2 separate regions of the Mus musculus genome follow, and region 2 is linked to region 1. The links are chromatin contacts, called in public Hi-C maps. All regions are on one chromosome and are shown on one strand. The core of a region is the stretch at or near the end of the contact, and the rest is flanking DNA. Distances in the headings are between cores, read along the strand shown. Region 1 overlaps Otud7a (OTU domain containing 7A). Region 2 overlaps Gm32633 (predicted gene, 32633).

Evidence for each region. Hi-C and Micro-C count contacts between places; a contact is called where the count stands out from the background.
Region 2: a Hi-C map of cerebellum shows a contact between it and region 1, with 5 times the contacts expected there. The contact joins two enhancer-like sites. A contact is called at or near these places in 1 of 39 promoter capture datasets (the C10 cell line), 2 of 15 datasets of contacts at CTCF or cohesin (embryonic stem cells and thymocytes), 10 of 484 Hi-C or Micro-C datasets (cerebellar granule neurons, cerebellum, cumulus cells and 3 more), 9 of 115 datasets of contacts at active chromatin or transcription factors (Th17 cells, astrocytes, double positive thymocytes and 5 more) and 4 of 9 other capture datasets (adipose tissue, embryonic stem cells, liver and 1 more).

The regions. Positions count from the first base shown.
Region 1 is chr7:63,748,361-63,755,065 of GRCm38.p6, reverse strand. It overlaps Otud7a (OTU domain containing 7A), which reads right to left. Exons shown (of 14, transcript NM_130880.1): 12 at 320-434; 13 at 66-150. Among named protein-coding and RNA genes, the nearest start is that of Gm39023, 100 kb to the left of the region's middle. Within about 2 kb of position 1,440, at least 103 of the 459 cell types and tissues checked have an H3K27ac peak or open chromatin away from gene starts, as enhancers often do. A contact at or near this core is called in cerebellum, where this site is marked.
Region 2 is chr7:63,989,445-63,996,636 of GRCm38.p6, reverse strand. All of the region lies in intron 1 of Gm32633 (predicted gene, 32633), which reads right to left. Among named protein-coding and RNA genes, the nearest start is that of Gm32633, 6.2 kb to the right of the region's middle. Within about 2 kb of position 4,881, at least 62 of the 459 cell types and tissues checked have an H3K27ac peak or open chromatin away from gene starts, as enhancers often do. A contact at or near this core is called in cerebellum, where this site is marked.

The DNA of each region.
Region 1 (6,705 bases), core at 191-2,690:
GCCCGCACCGCACAGAGCGGCTGCTGCCCGGTCACTGGGTGGGGCTTCGTGCACTCGAGGCTCACCCGGGTCTCGGAGGGGATGCGGATCCACGTCACATTCATGTAGCTGTGTAGAAGGTTCAGCTTGGCTTCTAGGGACAGGATGAGGCTGACAAAAGAACACCCAGTGAGAAGCTCCGGAGGTGGCAGGAGCTCACTCGCCTGCGCGTGCAATCCTCTCCCTGCCCTTTAGTCCCCCAAATCCCAACAGGAGTCCTGTCACCACCACTCTCCCGCAGGGTGTTGGGGTCCGGACTGGACTGCGGGGCAGGTCTTACTTGGCTAACCGGGCATTGTCGTTGTCATCTTTCCCCCATTCCCAGTCCTTTCCCGGGTCCACAGCAAAGTGCAAGGGCAGCAGCTTGTGTTCCGAATCCGTCAGAGGGATCACAGCTGAAACAGAAGAGAGAGGCATGGTGACAGGCACCTCATCTGCCTGCCAGGAGGCTGGAGGCACCAGCAGAGTTCAGAGCTCAGAAATTCAAAAATAGCTGTCCCAGGGCAGGTAACCTAATGGAGACAGAAGGTAGACTCAGAACTTGCATACCACGAATGTTAAGACTATAGGTTTCAAACTTGTTTCTATTATGTAGGCGAAGAGCAAGCAGGTGGAGGCATCACCTGGACTGACAGGGTCTCTTTCTGTTAGAGGGCAGGCATCTCTCTGCTGTCAGGATGAGAAAAAGCTATGGGTGCTTTTGCTATTTCCGAAGAAAAACCCAGATGGGTGTGGTGAACCACGGAAGGCCACTTTTGGATGACCTGCTCCTTGCCTCCATTTCATCTCAGAGAAGGGCAGAATTTGCAAGTTGGGAGAGGTGTGAGCTGAGCTCTGCTGAGGCAAGACTGGAGGTGGGGGCTGCACCCCCCGCCCCCACCAGGGAGCTCATCTGCATAGGACCAGGCAGCAGGCTCCTACAGAAAGCATCTAGTGACAAGTCCAGGAGAGGCAGTGTTGGCCTACAGCCCCTTTAAAAGGGGAGCAGAGAGGGAGCCTTCTGTGGCGGTGGTGATTAGGTGGGGGAGTCTGGCCTGTTACTTCTCAGAGGAGCTGGTTCACCACAAAGCATCTGGACAGAGGCACACCAGCCACCGAGACCAGTATGGGTGGGGTCAGTATCTACCTACAGGTGTACTGAGATCTGATGAGTTCCCGAGGGATCCCTGCTCCTAGCAAATGGAATCCTTAATGTCACATCTGCTTTCTCCTCAGGGTGTTGTCAGGGGTAGTGAACAGGAAGAAGTGTGGAGATGGTTTCCAAATTCCACCTTCCTAATGAGTACCAGTCTCCTTTCTGTCACTTCGCTCAGGATGCCCCACCCCTCTGGAGTCTCACCACCGCAGAGAAGCCCAGCTCAGGGCCCCTGGCAGCTGCTTTGTTCCTTTGCTTGCCCGTAGCCTATGATTCATACTAGCAGTGCCATGGCAAGAACAAAAAGGCAAACAAAACACAGAAAATCCAGGAGCCAATACTGCAAAGTTGAGAAATTAGATGCGACTCAATGCTGCCCTCTAGTGTTTCTAAAGAGACTGTGAGTGCAAACTGCTTCTCCCCCCCCACCCCACCCCCTTTCTTCCCACCTAAACAGATGAAAGGCAGTTTTGTGGATCACCAGCCAGTTTAGGGGTTTTCCTTGTGTGTGGCCAGCCATGGAGCAGTGTAGGTAAGGTCTGACGGGGGAGGGGACTGGGACATCTCATTCTGCTTTGATGTGGCTTTCGTTTCCAGGGCTGAGCTCAGCCTGTCTTGTAGGTCAGCAAACACACATTGAGGCTTTGGTGTGGCTTCCTACCGGTGGCTGGGGGACAGCAGAGGTGATCCTTAGGGACACTGCATCCCAGACTCACTAGAATTGTGTCCCCTAGGGATCTGTACTTCATACAGAGGGCCAACGCAAGGGTCCTGAATCAGGATGGAGGGCTACGTTGTAAATAAGCTTCCCTGTGGATCTTCAAATCAAGGTGTTTTGGAAAAGATTGTTATAGAGGATAATAACTTGTCAGAAATAATTCCTGTGGGTATAATTTGGGTGTTCTGGGTCAGGCTGTCTACCCCTTCATGGGCCAGCTGTGACTATACTTTCCATCCTCTTAGCAAGGGGGTGTGGTGGGGAGTGGTTTGCTTAGCTGAATGCACAGGCTGTGAGCAAAGTAATATGGTCAGTTCTGGGCAATATGGCCAGGCTTAGGGGACGTTTCCCTCTCTGCCCATGTCTCCTACACAGACAATGCAAGTATATGACGTCAGGAGCAGGCTCTTGAACCTCATTGGGAGAAGAACTGTCTGCTAACCAGAACTCCAGCATAGGCTTTGTTGACTTGGGAGCCCAACCTGAGCCACTATGATTTTGTCTGGTTTCTGATAAATTACCTAAACCAGGACGTCCCAGCTTTCTTACCTTACGGCTACAGCGTGCCTGGGGATTCTTACCCTCAGCAGATAGCCTGGACTGGGTTCCTGGTCTGTCTACTCTGAGAAGACAACTGAAATACATCTGAAGATTCTAGTGCTGGCTACCTAGAAAGAGTCTGACAGTCTGTCAACTCTCCTGTCCTGGGGTGAAGACTACGTCCTAAGTGAGGGGCTGGAGACATACAGCTCACACCTGATCTTTCGAGTATGAGCTGCTGCCTGTTTGAAGGCTGAGGGGAGGTGCAGCCAAGGGCATCTCAAAAACAGGCTGTCCTCATGAGCATCAATTGCACTTCATGTTTGTCCCATTGTACATGGAAAAACATCTGCTTTACCCAGGCAAACAAATGGCGGCATCATAGAGCACCCCCTGGTGGCAAATGTCAATAACAGCAACAGCTTTCAAAATGGGCCTTAGAGGATTTACTCTTCGGTTTGCTTTGGAAAGAACTCTCTCTTACATTTAGCCTGTAAGCCTACTACAGCATCTCTAACTGGCCCATGAAGATTTGGAGTTTTCATTCTATGAAACACAATGGATATTTCTGCTTGAGGTTACCATTACAATGAGAAAGCTACAGATTCTCAGCGTGTCTTTAGCCTACCCCTGAGTGGATGGCTCAGCCAGTCTAAGTGACTCAAATTTGAAGGAAAGAAAAATGCCTCTGAGGGAAGGTGGAGACAACCTGGAGGGGTTGACTTGACCCCAGTACGAAGAACTCAGCTAGATGTGTTATATGCATGAAAGAAGAATGCAAGCCAGTGAAGTTATGCAGGCTCTTCCTCTAGAAAAGAGAAATAAGAAACCAGTTGGCTCTTACAGGCTCCCATCTATAGGACTGAGCATGGTGTTCACAAAAAGGATGGGTGAGGGGCTAGAGGAATGTCTCAGTTGGTAAACTCTCCTCCTTGAAAACATGAGTTTCAAAACCCAGCACCTATTAAAGGCTAGGTGCAAAAATTCATACTTGTAATCTCAGGGCTGGGGAGCTTGAGATAGGAGGAGCTGGGGCTCGCTGGACAGCCAGTTGAGCTACATCAGCAATAGACCATGTCTCAAAATAAAAGGCACAAAGGGACTGAGGAAGACACAATATTGACCTTTGGCTCCCATAAGCATGAGAACATGGGTGCACCCTCCACCTCCCCCAGCCCCACAGAAGATGGGCAAACATCCCAAGGTGTGTTCTCTGCAGAGCTTGCGCTCTCCTCTCCACCAAGGAGCAGGAGCACAAGTTGCAGAGCTCAGGTCCACAAACTCGGGGTACAGTTAGGACAGTGTTCTGTGCTACCAGGAGGGGGTGACCTGCCTTGTGTGTCCTGACAGCTTTCAACATGCACACTAAAGAAAAAAAAAGTGTGCCTGTTTCCAGGAACGAAGTGATTTCCCCAGTCTTCTCTGCTTAGAAAAATGACTGACTTTCAGCAAAACAAAACAAAACAAAACAACCTTTGAGGAAGGAGGAAAGAAACCCACATTCTAATGTGTTGAGAAGACTCTAACACTGGTGTGCAGGCGTGAAGTTGTTCTCTTTTGTTTGAGAAAGCATGACTCCTGCATGCCATGGAGCTATTTAATAGATAATTTGAGAATAGAAGTTTTTCTTTCGTCTTTAAAGACACCACTTCATTATCTTTCACCTTACCTGGTTTATGAAAATCATTATGGTACCAGAGACAATGCTAAAGGGCCCAATTCTCTAAAAAGACACAACACTATGGTATGTATGCTCACGTCTCATATCACGTCAGTGTTAGAGCAAGTGCAGCCCACTCCACTTTATTTGCATCAGAATACCAGTGGGTGCCAACTTAGACACAACTGAGGTGTTGCAGCTATTGGGGACTGAATGTATCCGTCTATAATACTGTGGGCACCATGCAGGAATTGATATCTGATTGTAGAGAGAAGAAAGTATCAAAGAGAAGAGCTAGAAATAAAACAATAACAGTAAAAAACAAAACCAAAACAGACCCCACAACAAACTAAAACAGATGAAGAACAGCTTTGAGAGAGTCACAGCCAAGGAAAGACGATGAACATCAAGACTGACCAATCAGAATCAGCCATACTGAAATACAAAGTAGGAAAGGTTGGGCAGGAGGCAGAGCACCCAAGAACTGCAGGTCAGTGATAGACAACTTAAGATCGGTGTACTGTCACTCCAGAGAAATGAGAGCAAGGCAGAGAAAAATGTTAAGAAACATATACACTCAAACAAACAAACAAACAAACAAACAAACAGACAGACAGACAGACAGACAAAAAAAAACCCAACCAAACAGACCCACCTGTACTGGCTAGTTTTGTGTCAACTTGACACAGCTGGAGTTATCACAGAGAAAGGAGCTTCAGTTGAGGAAATGCCTCCATGAGATCCAACTGTAAGGCATTTTCTCAATTAGTGATCAAGGGGGAAAGGCCCCTTGTGGGTGGGACCATCTCTGGGCTGGTAGTCTTGGTTCTATAAGAGATCAAGCTGAGCAAGCCAGGGGAAGCAAGCCAGTAATGAACATTCCTCCATGGCCTCTGCATCAGCTCCTGCTTCCTGACCTGCTTGAGTTCCAGTCCTGACTTCCTTGGTGATGAACAGCAGTATAAAGTGTAAGCCAAATAAACCCTTTCCTCCCCAACTTGCTTCTTGGTCATGATGTTTGTGCAGGAATAGAAACCCTGACTAAGACACCACCTATCAGGGAAGCCATGAGAATATCAATAGGGACAATAACAGCAGCCATGTAACAACAAATACATCCCTTCCCACAGCAAATTAAAACTCCCGAGAGCAAAGGCACGTTCGATACAGAGAAAGGAGGATAAGATTTGGAGCCTACAGTTCAATGGTAAGCAGAAAAAGCAAAAGGTGATGTCTATAAAGGGATGAAAGAAAAGCTGCTAATTCTAACTCCAGCAAAGCTCTGAGAGAAAGGTGATCAAAAGGTTTTTCAAACCCAAAGACGCCAGTTTTCCACCTGCTTATCTGCACTGGGGAGTGTGAAAATCTCGCAACAAGAAGAAGGAAGGTGTCTCCAGTAATGACTTAAATTTACCTAGAGTGATGGAAATGGAATAAATGAAGGTGAAGGTCAAATTCCCTTTTTTCTTCCTTTTAGTAATTCTGAGATAACCAAATCTCTGCAGCCAAGAGAGCAGTTCCAGCTTTCATCCATGGTGAGTGTATGTGTGTGTGAGTGTGTGTATATGTGTGTGTATATGTATGTGTATGTGAGTGTGTGTATATGTATATGTATGTGTGTGTGAGTGTGTGTATATGTGTGTGTATGTGTGTGTGAGTGTGTGTATATGTATGTGTATGTGTGTGTGTGAGTGTATATGTATGTGTGTGTGAGTGTGTGTATATGTATGTGTGTGTGAGTGTGTGTATATGTGTGTGTATGTGTGTATGAGTATGTGTGTGTGAGTGTGTGTATATGTGTGTGTGAGTGTGTGTATATGTATGTGTATGTGTGTGTGAGTGTGTGTATATGTGTGTGTATGTGTGTGTGAGTGTGTGTATATGTATGTGTGTGTGAGTGTGTGTATATGTATGTGTGTATGTGTGAGTGTGTGTATATGTGTGTGTATATGTGTATATGTGTGTGTGAGTGTGTATGAGTGTCTGTGTGTGTCTGTGTGTGTGCGTGCATGTGTGTGTGTAAGTGTATGTGTGTCTCTCTCTGTGTGTGTGCATGCATATGTGTGTATGTGTGTGAGTGTGTGAACAGGTGGTGCAGAGAGTGAGAGGATTCTGGGATGCAGTTTCTTTGCAACCCAGGAAGCAGACAGTATCACTTGAAAATAGAATCTCCTTAAAGAGTCTATCTGTAATCCCTGAATAATCTGGGCAAATAGAGTTACTAAGTACAATTAATCCAAAAATAAGACATGGAAGGAAAACAAAAGAACAGGCAGAGCAAGGAGAAAAGACTAGCGAAGATGGTGGCTTCCTCCCATCCTTACCATTCATATAATTAAATACATGTCAAAAGATAATTATTGTTAGATTCGATTAAAGCAAAACAAGCAAAGGCAGCTTGCATCACTAAACTAATTCCATAATGAATCTAAAGATATAGGGAGTTTAAAAGACACTCGCTAATACAAAGAGCTAGGGGAAGCCACCCAATATCAGACAAAGAAGAGTTATGAAAAATGGTTACAAAGAAGAGGACCATTACATAACAGTAAATGGACCAGTTCTCCAGGCAGTCATGTGCAGTAAGTTGCGTGCAAGTTCACACCACACATG
Region 2 (7,192 bases), core at 3,632-6,131, 240 kb before region 1:
GGAGAAAGGGGTGCATACATTCACCTCTCTCTGTTCTTAGTTGTGGCTATGATATGACCAGCTGCTTCAAGTTCCTGCCTTTCACTATCATCAAAGGCTGTACCTGTTATGGTTTGTATATGCTAGGCCCAGGGAGTAGCACTATTAGAAGGTGAGGCCCTGTTGGAGTAAGTATGTCACTGTGGGTGTGGGCTTAAGACCCTCATCCTAGCTGCCTGGAAGTCAGTCTTACACTAGCAGCCTTCAGATGAAGCTGCAGAACTCTCAGCTCTGCCTGCAGAGTATTCTATCACTGGCAATGAGGAGAAAAAAACTAAGACGGATGCTCCTGTTTACAACAATGTATTCTATATTTCTTGAGTCTGTTGACCGGAGGCTGTGGTAGAGGCTGGAGCAAAGGACGCATTCTTCCAGGCCTTTCCCCTCTACAGGAATAAGGGAAGAAGCAAAGCCAGAGGCCCAAAGTTTCACATTTCAAAGAGAAGCTTCTAAGTTGGTGTGGAAATGTAGGAGCTGGTGAGAGCTGCACACCCTTAACTAACAAACTGTAAATTTGGATATCAGCTGTTTCACAAGGGGTAACTCAGGTCCTACCTGTCTCGAACCAGGTTTTGACTGAACTACACAGTAAACTGCAGCAATGTTGAGCTTCCTCTGGTAAATTCTTACAGTCTGTGTTATCCTAGTAATGTGGCCTTGAACTGTTAATAGTTATACTGATCTTTCTTTACTTTTTTTTTTTTTTCTGAGATGAGTTCTCTGTATAGTTCTGCCTGTCCTGGAACTGGCTTTGTAGATGAGGCTGGCCTCAAGCTCAGAGAGATACATCTGCCTCTATCTCTGCCTCTTGAGTGCTGACATCAAAGGCATGTCCCACCACACCCAGCTTTTTTTGTGTTCAAACATGGGAAAGTTAAGAAGCAGATAAATTCTTTTTTACTAAAAGTCTAAGAGTTTTTTATAAGCCAAGGCTGAGGCCTTGTTGAGGGAAGGGCTGAAAGAATCCCAAATGGTTTGGTAAGGAGTCCCTGTTACTCCTGTTGCTATTATAACCCAGAGGCTCTGGGCTCCCAAGGATGCTGCCTGGTTACTAGTCATCCTTTGGCCACCACTGTCCCCATGTGGTACAAATGCACAGGAGCCCATGGTGCTCAGAGGAGAGCAAAGGACATTACCCAGTCACAAGTCACATGTATCAGACACGTGCCCAACCACTGAAGCCCGAATCCTGACAGTAGGTCACAAGTCGAGAAAATATCACATTTACCCTTTATAACCATGCCCACTTTCTTGGCTCCCTAGGCTCATAGACCATGCCCAGGCTGTCCTGAGGCTGCCATACAGTAAGAAAGACCTTGATGGCCACATGAAAGGACAATAAGGAGGACTACACATGCACCAGGCAGGCAAAGGTATGCTTCCTAGACCTTCTAACCCAATCCAACTGCCAAACACAGAATAATAATTGTCATGTCCGCCAACACTTGTGATATGTGGCCTGTAGGATCTCATAACATAATAGGCTGCACAGCAACATGTGTGTCAAGTATGTAAGTTCTGTCCTCTAAGCCCCAGGGAATATGGGGAAGATGGCCTATCATCTTCTTAAAAAGACTGTCATTGATAAGATACCATTAGGCTATGCTGTGGCTTTGGTGCTTGGAGGTTATCATCAAAAACAAGCTGTTAAAAAGAAGGGTGAGGGCTGGAGAGATGGCTCAGCAGTTAAGAGCACTGGTTGCTCTTCCGAAGGTCCTGAGTTCAAATTCCAGCAACCACATAGTGGCTCACAACCATCTGTAATGAGATCTGACGCCCTCTTCTGGTGTGTCTGAAGACAGGTAAAGTGTACTTACATAAAATAATAAATAATTCTTTGGGCCAGAGCAAGCAGAGGTCCTGAGTTCAATTCCCAGCAACCACATGATGACTCACAACCATCTGTAATGCTACAGTGTATTCATATACATAATAAAAATAAATAAATCTTTTTTTAAAGAAGGAAGGCTGAGCTGGGAAAGGAGAGTGAAATGTAAATGTGATTGTTGTCAGTTTGACTGGATATGGGAACAACTAAGAGACACACCTCTGGGTAGGTCTTCAAGGGTATATCCTGGGCCCATTGGCTAAGACAGAAAAGCCCTTTCCTCGGAGTAGTAGAACCCACCATCTGCTGCCCAGACATAGAGAGGTGAGAAATACGTCTCATGTGCCTGCCTTGCACCTTGCTGGCAAGTGCAGCCTTTGGTTGCTGCCTCTGCTGCTGCCATCCTTAGCTGTTGCTTAACCCAGCTTCTTTGACCTTCCACCATGAACTAAAGATCAGATCTCCAGGAATCCTCCATAACTCAGTGCCAGCTTGGGATCATTGAGGTTTCTGGCCTTGGGGACTGAGCAGGTCGCAGTTCTCAGTCTGGCCAGGGTGCAGACTTTCATTGCTAGACTACCCAGCACATATCCTATAAGACAATCTAATACATTTCCTTTGTTTTATATGCTCACTCAGTTCTGTTCCCCTACATAACCCTGACTGTCACAGAATTCATGGGATAAGAAGGGGATTCCCACGAACCTAGGGGACAGAATCCAAGCATCCGTAGTCGGTCAACATTCAGAAGTACAGCTAGCCGGGTTGAGAACTCCAGTTGAGAGGGGGATTAGCTCAAATGGTAGAGCGCTCGCTTAGCATGTGAGAGGTAGCAGGATTGATGCCCGCATCCTCCAGTTCCCTTTCCCAGCACTCGGGAGGCAGAGGCAGGCAGATTTCTGATTTCGAGGCCAGCCTGGTCTACAAAGTGAGTTCCAGGACAGCCAGGGCTATACAGAGAAACCCTGTCTCAAAAAAACAAAAACAAACAAACAAACAAACAAACAAAAGAAACTCCAGTTGTTTTCTTGGGTTTTTCTGTTGTTGCTGTTTTTGTTGTTGTTGTCGGTGGTGGTGGTGTTTTTTTTTTTTAATTTACTTATTTTTAGTATGTGTATATGTATGGGTATGTACACATAGGTACACATATGGAGAGCAGAAGAGGGAGTTGGATTCCCTGGAGCTGGAATCACACGTGTCTGTAAGTCATCCTACATAGGTGCTGGGCCATGAACTCAGGTCCTCTGGGAGAGCAGTACACAAAGTACATCTTAACTGCAAAGAGGTGGATCTCTCCAGCCTGCAAAGTCCTGTTCTTAATTCTTGGTTATTCTATGGCTTGAGCGTGACCTCTAAATAATCAGGCGTAGGAACGTTAGTTCCTCTGTGCTGTGGGGCGGGGAATGGATCACCAAGGCAGATGTCTCAGAAGAATGTATTAGCTATAGTGGAGGCTAGACCTCTCTGTCTTGTGCACGCATACTTTCTCTATCTTTCAGCTTCTACCTGCCTAGGAAGCGGCAGGTAGCCATCTCCAGCTGTGGCCATATGACCTTGAACTTTCCAGCCTTGGAGACTGTGAACCTAAAATAATCAGTCTTCTTTCTTTACTTTGTCTCGTGTATCAGACAGTCCTTAGAAAATGGACTCATGGCTTGGCCAAGGTTGAGAGCCACACTGACAATTTGTTGCAGAGGCTGAAGATGAAAATCAGACAGTGGACCGCTGACTAAGGTGGACCATGAGCCAAGCCAGTATTTAACTCCAGCCACAAGGCTATGGGACAAAAGTAAACAAGAAGGTTCTAGAAGAAGGGCTAGAGCCACAGGATTGGACATGCACCTCCTACCCTGCCTGTGAGGAACTATTCCTTCTATCTAGATTTGGCATTTGCAGTGGTCAAGAGATAAAAGACAAACTACACTAAACTATGGGGAAAATCTCTAGACACCCTGACCAACCTCCTCCTGGCTCTCTTCATCTTTGCCAGCTGTGAGAAGTAGAGACCTATAGTCCACATCTCTGATTCCCCAGGCTAGTGTCTGGCACGGATCTACAAATACCAGCACGTTGACCTCCTGGGTTGCAAAGCTTGATTAGGAGGCCCAAATGTAATCCAGGTTGGCTGGGAACAAAGGAACATGGGGCACTCCCTGGGTGGCCTGGCCTTCCAGGGAGGCTCTAGGTGGCCCAAGTTTTCAATCCCAGCTCCAGCCTTCTTGGCTTTGGTTTCAAAGACCACCAGTGCAAAGTGAAATGGATACTATCACCGTGTATGGCCACGGTCTGAAACGTGAAATGGCATATGGTCCTGGCGGGGATCAGGGAGTGGTAGGCATAGCCTCAAAGCCTGCGTCAGCGACGCCTTTCCCGAACCCAGTGGGTGTGTGTTGCAGGAACAGTGGGCTTTCCAATGCAGGAAGCAGCAGGGCAGTGGGTTTTCTCCACTCTGTGGCAGGTTGATCCATTTGGCAGAGGCCTGGCAGGCCCAGATGGTAAGAGGCCTGGAAGTCAGGGCTAAATTTGGACTTGGACAGAAAGGTAAATTTTCAGGAGGCCTCTGAAGAAGGCTGCTATTGGTGATTTAAAAAAAATAAATAAATAGCGCGCGCGCGCACACACACACACACACACACACACACACACGCACGCATGCGCGGGTGGGATTGCGGGGGGGGGGGGGGGGGGCAGATAGAGAATGAATTAGGGAAAGGGTAGCCTTGGCTCCAGAGCTGCCCTGGGAGGCAGGTGGATGTCACTGGGCTCCAGGCTTGGGCAGGCTAATCCCTTACATCATGTTCTCCAAGGCTCCTCCCTTCTTGGCCCTGACTGCCAACTCACAAGGGTGGTTTCCACAGAAGCCCCCCCACCCCACCCCTGAGCATCCAATATGGCCTGCCCCTGCAGGTACAGGAGCCTGGTGCCACCCGCACATGGGCCAGGTGGAGCTGCACCTTGGCCAGGAACCTGCGCAGGAGGAGCAGCTGGCCACCCTGCTCGGGGTGAGGAGAGGAAGCTATTTTGGGTTGAAACCCAGGCTGTGTGAATGCTGTCTACAAAGGAGCTTCTACCCACAGCCTGGGGAACACCATCTGCCCTGAAGAGCGGGCTGCACATGCCAACACGCGGACTTCAAACTCAAGCCCCTTGCAGCTCCATGGAGCCCTGTCTGGGCCCAACCACTCCAGCTTTTTCCTCAAGCCTGGCCTGGCCCTTGCTGTCATGAGGCCTGAGCAGCTGTAAAAGAGACACAGCCATTCCCTTTGTAGTCGGCTTCACCTCCCAAAACTGAAAGGGAGGGTGGGCAGTTTAATCTTATCTTGCCTTACAGAAATGGTAAGTGGGGTACTCAAGAGCAGCTGCTATGGGGTACAGGAGATAGACTACTCCCAGGACTGCCTCATGTAGCAGGGATACCAGGCCTGGTTCCCCATGGTCTTCTCTAATAGACACAATGGAGACCCTGCCATCTCTACACCGAGTCAGTTCAGACTGGCCCAGTCCTGAAGGCTTCTCGATGCTCCCCATGGCCCTGTGCTTGGATAACCAACGAAATGGGAATGATTAGGGTCCCTTGTTGGAAGCCTAGGCTCATCACTCACACACTCACCTTGGTGGTACATCTGCCCTAAATGCGCCTCTCCTTCAACCTGGATCCTCTGCCTGAGAACCGGCATGGGATGAGAGGGTTTGGGAAAAGGGTGCTTCTAGTCTCTTTGATGTCCATCCAGGGTATTAATTTTTGGAACTGGGTAGTACCCTAGCTGACTTCCCACGAGCCCACCTCTTTGGATGGTGGCCCCAGCTGTTATCCAGCTGGCCACTCACTGAGATAATTGTAGCCACCTTGCTTCTGACAATAAAGTGGCACCACCTGTCAACTACTCTATGGCCACCCTGTCACCCACAGCAGCTTTACTGTCATCCCTGGCCCTCAAAAGGCAGTCACACTGAGTTTCTCAACAATGCTTCCTCTTTGACACATTAGTAAATGCAGCAACCTGGGTTTGGACCTCACCTCTCCTCGCTTTTCTCCTCATGGTCCTGGCATTCCTCAGCGTGTAGTTTGGGCTGTCCCTTCCCAGCTACTCCAAGAGTCATCCTATAACACGGGAGCAATGTTGCCCCAGGTCCCTGCCTGAATAGGAAGTTCTGCCTCAGGGAAGGGCTGCCTATGGGGATGGTTCTAACCCATCCGCACTTCCATTCTTCCTGGGTCTGGGCACAGGCTATTGTTCTAGGTGGTGCCTGGACCTGTGAAATCTGCAGCCCGAAACTCCTCCCTCCCCTGTGACACCTGCTGCAAACCATGGAGGAAGCTGCGGATGGTAGGCACACAAAGTGAAGTCGGCCAGTTACAGAGGACATACCCAGATAGCTCTCTCTGCTCATCCAAAGTGTCCAGAGCCCTCAGTTTCATGGAGAGGTGGGGAAGATGGTTGTCTGGAGCTGGGAGGGAAGTTGGGAAGTTTGTTGCTTAACCAGGCAGAGTTTCCGTTTTGCAAGAGAAAAAGACTTCTGTGGTTTGGATGCTATGCTAGCTAGTTTTAGGTCACCTTGACACAGCTGATAGTCATCTGAGAGGAGGGAATCTCAAAGGAAGAAAATGCCCCCATAAGATCTGGCTTTAGGCAAGCCCATAGGACATTTTCTTAACTAGTGATCATTGGGTAAGGCCCAGCCTATTGTAAATGGGCTATTGGCTCTGGGTTCTATACAAAAGCAGGATGAGCAAGCCCTGAGGAACTAGCCAGTAAGCAGCATAGCTATATGGTCACTGTGTCAGCTCCAGATTCCAGGTTCCTGTCCTGTTGGACTTCCTGTCCTGACTTCCTCTGGTGATAAACAGTAATGTGAAAGTGTTGGTCATGGTGTTTCATCAGAGCACTAGTAACTGTAACCAGGACAGATGTGATGGTCACACAGCACTATAAGTCTGCTGACCACCTCTGGCCTATGCACTTAAAAGTGATTTATTTGTTTTACATTGTCTGTTTATTTTTAATTTCTCAAGACAGGGTTTCTCTGCATAACCCTGGCTGTCCTGGAACTTGTTCTATAGACCAAGTTGGCCTTGAACTCAGAGATCCACCTGCCTCTGCCTCCCAAGTGGTAGGATTAAAGGAGTGTGCTGACAGGCTTATATGTATTTTCTAACAATTAGCCATTAAACATGCTCACACATGCATGCATACACACACACACACACACACACACACACCCCAAAACAAACAAAACAACTTGCCTCCTACACTAGATTTTTCATTGCTGCTACAAATGCCTGAGATAAATATGTCAGAGGAGGAGAGACCCATTTGGGCTCCC